Regions from separate parts of the Mus musculus genome. Here all the other regions are linked to region 1. The links are chromatin contacts, called in public Hi-C and HiChIP or PLAC-seq maps. All regions are on one chromosome and are shown on one strand. The core of a region is the stretch at or near the end of the contact, and the rest is flanking DNA. Distances in the headings are between cores, read along the strand shown. Region 1 overlaps Nubpl (nucleotide binding protein-like). Region 2 overlaps Gm35239 (a long non-coding RNA gene). Region 3 has its middle 13 kb from the start of Gm35135. Region 4 has its middle 35 kb from the start of Gm40423.

Region 1 (2,673 bases), core at 69-2,568:
TTTTAAACAGTTGTATTCCTTATTATTATTATTATTATTATTAATTCCCTTACTTTCTTTTCCTTTTTTTTAAAGATTTATTTGTTTTATGTATATGAGTACACTATAGTTCTCTTCACACACACCAGAAGAGGGCATCGGATCCCATTACAGTTGGTTGTGAGCCACCATGTGATGGCTGGGAATGGAACTCAGGACCTCTGGAAGAGCAGTCAGTGCTCTTAGTCGCTGAGCCATCTCTCCGGGCCTAATTCCCTTACTTTCTTTGGCTTAAAATAGTGGCAAGCTATTTTATTTTCCGTCTTCTTTGAGGAATTAAAGGGTCAGGATGGATTGAGTGTTGACTAGAGGGATTGCGCCCCAGTGGCACACAGACTGGAAGTACCACCTTGGCAGAGACAATTAGGAACTGAATAGATGCCAGTGCTAATAGGATAGAAGGGCCTTGATCACGAACAGAGTATTCTAGTGAGCAAACCAGCTGTGTGTGACGAAAGGTGGCTTCTCTCCAGGGCAAGGTGTTTGGGGAGAGACTTGTGCTTGCTCTTTTCTTTATCAGCAGAGGCTTTTAAGCTAGATTCCTTGCCTCTCTTCTTTTCCAGAGGACTAAGTTTCAGAGGGAAGACCACACCACCTTGGTGGGATGGACAGGGTGGAGAGTGTGTGCAAATGCTAGGCAGGACTCCCAGAAGCACTGCTTCACAGGCCGTGAGCAGGAACTTAGCACTATTTGTTTTTATCCTTTTAATAAAAACCAGCTTGATCAGCTCCCAGTTTTGTCTTTACAATCTTCATTCCACAGGGCTTGTGAATTCAGTTCTTTAAAAAAATTGCCCCATTTTTATGTTTTGTGTATCAGATCATTTCAAAAGTAGTGTGCTAGGAGAAATTGTTCCCTCTATTATAAAACAAACGCAAAGGAAATATGATTTTATTTTGCTAAGAAAACATTATGATCAGAGAAAGGAAAATTTGAAAATCTTACTCTGCTAAGTACCATTTTTCAAGGAGGAAATGAAGTCAGGAAAGAATAGCCCTGTTTGGAAGCAAGTCCTATAAATGGATCAGGAGTAGCTAACATCTGCCTCTGAGAAGGCTGCAAGGCTGCTGCTTGTCCTTGGCTAGGGCTCTGACATTTTCACAGGCACTATGAAAATGACTGGGGTAATATAGATGTTTTATTTTTATACATGATTAGATAGGGAGGACGGAAGCCAGCTGTTAAGTGTGTGTCTCGTGAGTCACTGCAGGAAATATGACAGAAGCCGTAGTAAATCATAGGTGGCAGGGCAGGGATGACTAGATGACCCTCTTGTGTCTCATGGTTAACTATTGCTTTTGGCTCTGATGGAATTGGGAAGTTAGCAGATCCCATCACACAGCCTGTGGTTTTATGAGTTACTTTGTTAAGCTGAACTAACAAGGCATTCCTTTGACTGTGTTAGTGACTCGCAGATGTACATTAGACCATGTGGTGGGAATTATGGGTAAAGTGGTGAAAAAGGCCATCCAAGCTGTGTTACAGAAGGGAAGTCCTGGTGTTAGGGAAGCAAACCGATCCTAACCTGAGGGCTCAGAGAAGTTGCCCTGGACGAAAACCATTCCATTGCCTTCTATAACCACCATTCCATTCTCTTTCCTAATTCCATTACGCTTTTTCAGAGATATAGTAACTGTCACTGTCCCTTCTTAGTTATATGTTACTCATCTCCTTCCATGTCTCTCTCCAGTTTGAGTGAAAACTTTAGGGAGCTAGAATTTTGGAATTGGAATTTAGAATTTTTGTTATCACAAATTTGACTTTTTTTTTCTGGAATGGGGAGTGTGGTTTTGTTTGTTTTGTTTTGAGACAGGGTCTTACTAAGTAGGTCTTGTTGGCCTTGAACTTGCTATGTAGCCTCAGGAAGGTTTTGAACTTCCAAATCTCTTAAGAGCCTCTGCCTCCTCTATGCTTTGATTATAAACATCTACATTTGTCTATTTTAATTTTTACTCTGTGTATATGGGTGTTTTGCTTGTATATCACAGATGTCTGGAAGTCATAGCATTGTTATTTTATTATTATGTTTTAGGTGATTTTTTTGTATTCTAATGAAAGAGAAAAAGGAAGGGTATGGATTTGGATTGGTGTGGAAGTAGGGAGGATATGGGAGGAGTGGGGGGAGGGGAACCATATTAGAATACATTGTATGAAAAAAGTCTGTTCTTAATATAAATAATAATAATAAATAATAAATAAATAATAATAATAAAAAAAACTGAGCACAAGTATATCAGGGTTCTGGGGTAGCTTCCTACATTTTTTGTAGGGTGGCTGTTGCAGTCATTTGCAAAGGAGAAGAGAAAGGGTGTGTTCCCCTGTGGTTGGTTTTGTTATGGAGGAAACATTTCATTTGGTCCTTTCTAGTTTCACTGACCATGACTGATTCTTTGACCATCTTTTAGCTGCATGAGAGGCTAGACAAGTATAGAATCCAATGTTTTCAAAGAAGTAAACTCTGTATGAAAAGGAGGGGTGGGAGTAGGGGCTCTTGTGGTTTGAATGAGAATGGCCCACATAGGTTCTTATACTTTCATGCTTGATCACCAACTGGGAAGGATTAGGACGTTGGAAGGCGTGTGTTACTGGGATGGGATTTGAGGTCTTAAAAGCCCATGACATTTTTAGCTTGC
Region 2 (2,673 bases), core at 112-2,611, 500 kb after region 1:
ACATACATAAATATACTATAGGAAGATCGCCAGATGAAATGTAAGTCTTGGGTTAGAAGAATATAAATAGGGACAGAGAAACCAGTTGGAACAAAAATGGCAGGGCAATTTGGGGAATTATAATTTTGATTTGAACTGGGATATTGGCAATGAGAGTCAAGACACACAGATATATCCAAGAAGGAAGTCTTTAACATTGGTTGGATGTGAGGGACCTTGAGTGAAGAGGAGTGGTGGGACTTGACTTGCAGATTCATTTGAACAATGATAGTAGGTAGTGCTAAAAATAGATACAGAAGAACATGAGAGATGATAGAACGTGGGAGATGATAGAGGGAGATGAGGAGTTCTGTCTTCTACATACTGACCTTGAGAAGCTTGTAAGGCAATTTATAGATGGGGAGGCAGAGAGGAAGAAAGAGGGAGTGCAAGTCTGCAGAAACCTAGGCACAGATATAGATATGTAAAGAAGACTAACCATGAGTGGTCAGAGAGGCATTATGTACACACAGGGAATGAGTTTGGGGGAAAGACTTTAAAGAAAAGGGGACTGCTATAGTTTCTCCACCTTTAAATCATCTAGTTTCTATGTTCCCAAATATTTTAGATTGCTCATGATCAATAAAGTCTTATATTGGGGGAGTGGGTAAGAAAACCAGTGTGAACAGTACTGTGCCAATGACACAGTCTGAAGGTCATTACATTTGTTTGGGTTCTGATCTCTGATGATTTTTACCTAATGCTACAGAAAATGAGAAAAAAAAACAAAACCAAAAACCAAAAACCTCTTTATTTATTGTGCAAGTTCACAAATACTAGCCAGCAAAGCAAGTGACCTATAAATACTCTGAGAACATTAAGGTAAGTGCGTTTTTTAAAAGGTTATGTCTTTTGGCTACTGCCTAATGTGATGATCGGTGAGAGCAGAACTGAAGACTGGCAGGAGATAGTAATGAAAGGTGGTGTGCAGTCCTTTTGGCCTCACGAAGAGCAGTGGACTAAATCTGTTCCCAGAGGGAGGCTTGATGAGCGATGACCTCGATACTCTTTTAAACATTCTGACAGTGAAGTAATGGATGCTTCTTTTACTGTTTGACTAGCAGGTTCTTGTCTGAGCGATTAGATCTATTATGTTGAATCTACTTAAAGGGTTACCTAAGGGCACAGTGGCTGAAGCATCAAAGCAGCTATATTTGTCTCTGTTATAGGCAGTGGGGACTGCAAAAGGCATGCCGTAAGAGGAGTCGAGTGGGTGCTGTAACATCAAAGTCCCTTTTCCCCCAGTAGTGGGAAGAGAGCAAGCACAAGGTCTGGAGAAGATATACTTCCCCCAACAGCCCACTCTGCTGATGAAGAGCTGGTGATTCACACTTGGATGGCCTTCCACTCCTACCCTTTCCCTAACAACACAAAGCCTGACTCAATCCTGAACCTTGCTAACAAAACAGATTTGCTCTTTTTTCGTCTTAGCAGCTTTGGAGTCTAAAGACGGACTCTGTGGGAAGGCAGATCCTTAGTTACCTCCTCCCCAAGCTGTTGCAGGAATTTCAGATCTCTGCTTGCTAAAGCACGCTCATGGAGCTCAGAGTTTTGGGGGGTTGGGGTGCTGAATGTACAGCCTTGGACACCCCTCACTCAACTCTGGGATTTTCTCCCTCTAACAAGGAGTTTGGCATTAGGGGTCTTCTAGGGCCCCCTATCTGCATCTTCGCCACCTGATTCCAAAAGAGTCTGGTCTTTCCATGACAAGCTTGACTGGCTCTTGAGAGCTGTTCTGTACTTGAACACGATGTCATAATAGGTCAGTCTGCTGAGAAGAACCTTGCTTGCTGAAGAAACCCATCAGGGAAGAGTCTTCTAGGTTGGAAATGTACTTATTCCTCTGGGAGATGGAAGACAAAGGATGCTGCTGTAAGGAGCCAAGAAAGCGTTAAATTTTCCTAGCTCTGTCAGTGCTCGCCCAGTACCCTGGCTGGTTTAGTTTGTGTTTACCTCCATGAAAAGCTTCCAGGTTTAAAGAAAGGGTATCATGAAGAAGCAGATGTCACAAACTTAGCTCGGACACTAGGTTGTTGTGTGACCTTGGATCAATTGTTAAACTTTACATACCACATTGTCTTTGCCTGTTAACTAATGATGCCTCATGGGAAGACTAAATGAACCCACACATACACAGCGGCCTTGAGTGTGTTTTGGGAGGTCACCTTCTGCATCTTCAGTCCCTTTACGCACCTTTGCTTATCCCTATCTGATCTCACCTTTGGTGCTGAGGGAAGTCTTCTGTTGTTTCCTAGTGCTTAGGTCCCCCTGGTGCTCCATGTATATCACTTATATTCTGGTGATGGCTTTCTTATATTGTTCTAGTATTGCTGGTCACCAAGGGAATACTGCTTATCATTCTACAATCGCTGGCCAAGTCTTAGGTGCATATGAGTGAAAATAGAAAACAATAAATTGCAGAGAGTGAAAGAGGACATTATGTGTAGTAGTTAAACCCTCTGTGGATGCTTAAACCAGCTTGCCTGGGTTTGAATCTTAACGTCACCAGCACAGACCTTTGCAAGTTTAGGGAGTTGTTGGACCTCTCTGCTCCTTAGTTTGTTTATCTGTGTAATGGCTATGGTAAAAATAAAACTTCTTTCCCAGGACTTTTGTGATGATTAAATAAATTAT
Region 3 (2,673 bases), core at 69-2,568, 370 kb after region 1:
ATTCAGCACAGTCAAGATCCTTCTCTTCCGCCCTATGGTGTGGAAGCTCATCCCATGTGGATCCCACACTGTGTCTTTCAGAGATTTAAATAAACACTTTCCTTCTCGAGCAGAAGCATTGCAGTTACCTCAGCTCGGATTCGTACACTTGCAGCCATTTTTATTAAATTACACAAAGGCGAGGAGACAGCAGCACAAGTCAGTCTGTGACCGTCTCACAGAGTTAAAGGTGTGTGTGACTGAGAACAGTTTGAGGAGACTCCCTTCTCCTCAGAAGCCTGAAGAAGGATGTCAGGACACAACGCTCATTGCTTATCCACAAAGCAACTGGACATCAGAAGGTCTCATTTCCTCTGTAGGTCTGATGTTCACCCAGTATATGTTCCTTATCTCCAATCAAAGGAGAGACCTTGGGACTGGGTGTGGTGGCACAGGCATTTAATCCCAGCCTGTGGGGAGGTGGAGGCAGGTAAAATGAAACTAAAACTGGGTGAGTTTGAGGCCAACCAGGCTACATAGGAAGAGACAGAGAGACAGAGAGGCAGAGAGAGACAGACACATAGAGAAGCAACAGAAGGACAGGGAGACAGACAGACCCCACATGTGGAGACTATTTCTGTTCCACTGGGCCTGGTGTCACAAGCCTGTAATCCCAGCACTTGCCAAATCCAGGCAGAGGATTAGCGCTCAGGATAATCCTAAATTACTAGCAAGTTGGAGCACAGCCTGGGCTACAGGAGACCCTGTTTCATAGGGGAAGCGGGGAGGGGGAAACTATAGCAACAACTAAAGCATTTGAGTTCCAATTAAATTATTGCTTTAAAAGAAAAAAAAAATGAAAATTTTTTTAGGCTAAAAAATTTGACCATGCACAAAACCTGGTTTCTATTTAAACAACGTGAGAAAGTACAGGTTGCCGAGGAAGCTTGAATCTCATTTGTGTTAGATCATTTGGTATATATAAATTTATTTTTTTTTAAATTCTGGGATTTTGTGAATTCCTCTAATTGACTTGACATTTTAACTGTTTAAATATATTTTGGTTGTTATTTCCTTTACTGCTATGATTCTGCGGCTAATACTATCAACACACTCAGGAGGACGGACTGGGCCAGAATCCCGAGTAATGCTTATCTTAAGGCTCCTCCCTCCATCACTTTCCCTGGAATGTCTGCTAAAAGTTTAGTTACATTGAAGGAAACTGAAACAGTGTCTGAGAGAGTGACTGGCTTTTATGAAATGGAATTTGTGGAATGCCCTTATTCTGGATGAGTTGCAGGCTTCCAGATTCCACAGAAACCCAAATAAAAACAGCTATATGCCAGTTAAAACAAGAGTTCACTCAGTCTCGGAGTGGCCTCTATTCCTCTGGGCGGCATGGCCCTAACCTGAAGACTGCCAAAACTCAAAACCACGAGACTACATATCTGACAATAGGAGAGGGAAACAACGGGGTTCATTCAGAGGGCCTTTAACATTCACACTGTGTGCTTTGAAAGTGCCCTCGGCACACAAGTTATTTGGGTAAACCAGCGGTCAGTTTGCTAGAGGAGAAATTATCATCCTTCGCATTTTTCAATCTCCAAAAGACCGTATTGTGCCTGTTGTATTGAAAACGAGAAACCATGAGTGATGAAGCTATTAGAGTGTGACAGAAATTGAGAGATGTATTTGTTCCTCACCAAAAGCCATAATCTATAGCCCTACATCTTACTAGTTCTAAAACCAGAAAATGAACATGTCGCCAGCAGGATTCATGCCTTTCCTTTCCTATGATGGCAGAATCACAGACTGGCACACAGAGGGTTGGAATTAATGGCTATTCAATGAGAGGATGACTCAGAGTAGTGCGCCAAAGAAAAGTTGACCCAAGACTCAAACCCTGTGTGGATTATACTGTCCAAGTAAATATATTTCAAAGGAGGTTTTAAGTAGGCAGATGTGATTTGCAATGCACAGTGTTACAAATCATCTCCTGTTATTTTCAAGACTAAGGAAGTTTAAATATCCGTGAATACATATGGCACAGAACAGGAGCACATCGTTTTAGACCCAGACGTGGCCACTGTTAATGTTTCCATTTCTTTTCTTCCAGGTTATTTAATTATTCATATTTCTATACAAATTAAAGTCATAATTGAATTTTCTGAATATGCAAAACTCTATGTAGAACATTATTCTAGTAATTAAAGGTAAACTAAAAACTATTTCCCTATAATCAGCTTATCAGCTCCCACCATGTTGGGCGTGTGATGCACCTTACAGTCCCAACACTCAGGAGCCTAAACAGGAGGCATTTGTGGTTCAGGTCACCCTCAGCTACAGCACAATGCTCTGTCTTACAACAAACACGCACACAACAAAAATAAAAATGTGAAAAACCAGAATTCTCAACAAAATTAAACAAAAACCAAAACCACAGTGCTGGGGAGATGGCTCAGAAATTAAAGCAGCTGCCTGTCTTACAGAGGACCGTGTTTGATTCCCAGCACACACATGGTGGTTCGAAACCATCCTTACCTCCAGTTCCAGGGTCTCCGTTACCCTTTTCTGACCTCCATGTGTATCAGGTAGACACATGGTGCACATACATGTAGGCAAAACACTCACATACACATAAAATGAACAACTCAAACAAAACACCCCCCTGCCCTGCCCAAACACTAGAACTAA
Region 4 (2,673 bases), core at 102-2,601, 270 kb after region 1:
CCTCCACACTCAGATTTGAAAATAACTGGCTTGGTTGGCTCACCTGACTTCTAGGCTCTGGCTGTCTCGGTCCTTGAATCTCTTGATAAGCCGGACCTTTGCCTGTCTGGGCCTCAGATCCAGTCGCAGCAGGAGTCCTTGAATTAGAATAAAGTCACTCTGCATGCAGACAACAGGCTGTGCATCTCAGGAGTCCAGTAGGCTCCTCTCAAGTGCCCTTCCCCACCCCCCACCCCCACCCCCCAAGATGACCTCAAGGGGTTTCAAGGTCCTGTCTGTCCTGGGCTGACAAGTTACTGTGTATGTTTCCTCACCAACCACCCAGGAACAGTCCTGTGAAAAAGTGCTGGTGACGAGTCTACACTTAAGCCTACATTTGGTGGGAAACAGCCAGACATGATTGGCAGCGTCTTTCCTAGGTGTGGAAGGGAGGGCTCACATGTATTCCAGGTATTTGTTGTTAAGGGCCTGGCTCTATGGTCTTAGATCCAGTCTTCTATGGTTTTAAACATCTTTATTCAGCTCACAGATTCTCCTCATGGATGCATCGCACAGCACTGTGTCTTCCTTGATAAGAATAGCATGCTTAAAAGCACACATTTGCACTTTATTTTAACTGCCCTTCTTAATACAGTGATTTTTGGAGGAAGGATTTTTTTTTAATGCTACAGAGTTCTTTGGGGGAAAAAAACGTTAGAAATAGATACTTGAAATTTTTCACCCAATAAATGAGGCTTTACTGGTAATTACTATATGCCAAGCTTATAAAAATGAAACGACACAGACTCTCCTTGCAGAAGCCCATGCTCTGGGCTGGAAAAGTCACATGCTAACAAGTACTATAGCTGTATCATGAAGTGTTCCCTCCAAGGGAAGCTGCTATGGTATTCTTGGAAATACAAATGTTTTCTTCACTCGTTTTCCTTTTCTGAAGAGGCTGAGCTGCTGCAGGAAGATCTACACCCGCCCAGTTGTGTTCCATCAGGGATTCTCAATTCAGAGTGCCACAGATCCTCTGTGCCTGTAAAAATGCTTCCAAGCAGCAAGCAGCCCCTGAACTGGCTGCTGTTCCCAAGCGAGGTGGCGGCAGCTCTCAGCCTCCTGCGGTCCATGCTGCTGCTTCCCTGTGCTCCTCGTGTTAAGTGCTTAGCTGTCTACTTAGCTCATGAACAATCTGTTCCCTAGCCCTGAGGCCTCGGGCTCCAGCCCCTTCACCTACTCATATTGGGAACTTCATCTGAAATCAGCACCGCTGCCCGTTCTTAGCACTGCCAGTCCACTCAGGCCAGTCCTGACCCTGAGTCATCTGGCATGCACAGACCCATTTCCACTAAGGGTCACTGTGTCAGGAGTCACCCATGCAGCTGCAACGTGGTGTGGCGGGAGAGCTGGGAAATGCCTGTGCTGCTTTGGCGCTGTCCAGGTATTTCCGCATTTGTTTTCCTAGTGACTCCGGGCTGAGTTACAGGGCTCATCAGCATGTTTGGCAATACAGAGGCACAGCCTTGGCCTGGAGACGGCTTCAGCCATCTGTTCTTTTCAGTGATAGGGAGAATGAGGCTGGGTTTGCTAGAGCCTGAGAAACACAGCAATGGTTTCTGAGGAGTGTGATCAATCCCGGTGCACATTTGGCTTTGCGTTTGTCTACGGGGATACCTAAAGTCACTGGGTGGTGGCCAGAAACTTGTGGTCAGAAACAGAAGGCAGGTTGTTGGTTTCTGAGGACTCAGGGAAGAGAGTGGGAAGTTGGGATAAATGGCTACAGAATGTTTAGAGTAGAATGATACAAATATTCTAAAATTAGAGAAGTAATATTTGCCCAACTCTACAAATACCCAAATCCCCTGTATCATATACTTTAGCAGAGCTGGGGGTCAAACCCAGGACTTTGTGCAAGCTAGGCGAGTACTGTCTACCCCTTACCCTAAATTACAAAGTTTAGAGGGTCTTTTATTGGATAGAGAGTATATCTCAATAAAGACATTGCTTTAAAAAGAAATCCATAATTTATAGTGAAAATAAATCTGAAAAGTTAGTCCACGAATTCCCGCAGTGTGTTCCTCAGTGGACTTATGAAATTATGCCAAATTTGTATCCTCACTTGAGGGGTTAAGTCAGCTGGAAAGGCAGGTATGCCCTGGACACAGGGCCCCAACCTCTACTTTCTCTCTGGAAGACTGGATCTGTCTTTGAGGGGACACATAGCGTTCATGTGGAATTGCCCTCAGCTGTGGTATCTGACCTCAACTCCTTCTATGACCAAAATCAAAAACCCTCCAAACAATCTTCTAAACTCCACAGGTTATACTTTTTAGCCTCTAGAAGTGTTCCACATCTGGCCCCCAACCTTCCCTCCAAACCAGACCCTGAATGACCCTGATAAATGCAACCCAGTTGTCCAACACCCACCTCTCTCCTGCAGAACAAAACCAATTGCAAACAGATGGGAATTTCCACGTGGGCCAAATGGACATCAGGCAGGAGAACAGAGGGACCCTGTTGGGAGATGTTGCCTAGTAGGGAGGCAGGCAGGAGTTCACTTCCTGGGGGCCCACTGGCTGTAAAGTGCTCTGAGATATGAGTACCCCAGGGGAGGGGAAACTGTAGAGGCCAGCACAGCTAAGTGCTGTATTTGGCAACTCCAGGAGGAAAGGGCTGGTGGGAGGACAGGAA

What was found. A called contact is a pair of places that touch in the nucleus more often than the background predicts. HiChIP or PLAC-seq counts read pairs in DNA pulled down with a chosen protein or histone mark.
Region 2: a contact with region 1 is called in a Hi-C map of bone marrow-derived macrophages, with 17 read pairs. The contact joins two enhancer-like sites. A contact is called at or near these places in 1 of 15 datasets of contacts at CTCF or cohesin (the NIH/3T3 cell line), 2 of 484 Hi-C or Micro-C datasets (bone marrow-derived macrophages and nephron progenitors), 1 of 115 datasets of contacts at active chromatin or transcription factors (the NIH/3T3 cell line) and 1 of 9 other capture datasets (embryonic tail).
Region 3: a contact with region 1 is called in a Hi-C map of the C2C12 cell line, with 4 times the contacts expected there. The contact joins two enhancer-like sites. A contact is called at or near these places in 6 of 484 Hi-C or Micro-C datasets (the C2C12 cell line, adipose-derived mesenchymal stem cells, cortical neurons and 3 more), 19 of 115 datasets of contacts at active chromatin or transcription factors (the NIH/3T3 cell line, bone marrow-derived macrophages, cardiomyocytes and 12 more) and 1 of 9 other capture datasets (embryonic tail).
Region 4: a contact with region 1 is called in an H3K27ac HiChIP or PLAC-seq map of SST interneurons, with 4 times the contacts expected there. The contact joins two enhancer-like sites. A contact is called at or near these places in 1 of 15 datasets of contacts at CTCF or cohesin (the NIH/3T3 cell line), 2 of 484 Hi-C or Micro-C datasets (cortical neurons and uterus) and 4 of 115 datasets of contacts at active chromatin or transcription factors (SST interneurons, embryonic stem cells, microglia and 1 more).

Annotation. Positions count from the first base shown.
Region 1 is chr12:52,125,398-52,128,070 of GRCm38.p6, forward strand. The region is part of intron 3 of Nubpl (nucleotide binding protein-like); the gene reads left to right. Among named protein-coding and RNA genes, the nearest start is that of Nubpl, 29 kb to the left of the region's middle. Within about 2 kb of position 1,319, at least 29 of the 459 cell types and tissues checked have an H3K27ac peak or open chromatin away from gene starts, as enhancers often do. A contact at or near this core is called in the C2C12 cell line, SST interneurons, adipose-derived mesenchymal stem cells and 1 more, where this site is marked.
Region 2 is chr12:52,627,555-52,630,227 of GRCm38.p6, forward strand. All of the region lies in intron 3 of Gm35239 (a long non-coding RNA gene), which reads left to right. Among named protein-coding and RNA genes, the nearest start is that of Gm23296, 24 kb to the left of the region's middle. Within about 2 kb of position 1,362, at least 17 of the 459 cell types and tissues checked have an H3K27ac peak or open chromatin away from gene starts, as enhancers often do. A contact at or near this core is called in bone marrow-derived macrophages, where this site is marked.
Region 3 is chr12:52,492,198-52,494,870 of GRCm38.p6, forward strand. No RefSeq gene overlaps it. Among named protein-coding and RNA genes, the nearest start is that of Gm35135, 13 kb to the left of the region's middle. Within about 2 kb of position 1,319, at least 78 of the 459 cell types and tissues checked have an H3K27ac peak or open chromatin away from gene starts, as enhancers often do. A contact at or near this core is called in the C2C12 cell line and adipose-derived mesenchymal stem cells, where this site is marked.
Region 4 is chr12:52,395,235-52,397,907 of GRCm38.p6, forward strand. No RefSeq gene overlaps it. Among named protein-coding and RNA genes, the nearest start is that of Gm40423, 35 kb to the left of the region's middle. Within about 2 kb of position 1,352, at least 97 of the 459 cell types and tissues checked have an H3K27ac peak or open chromatin away from gene starts, as enhancers often do. A contact at or near this core is called in SST interneurons, where this site is marked.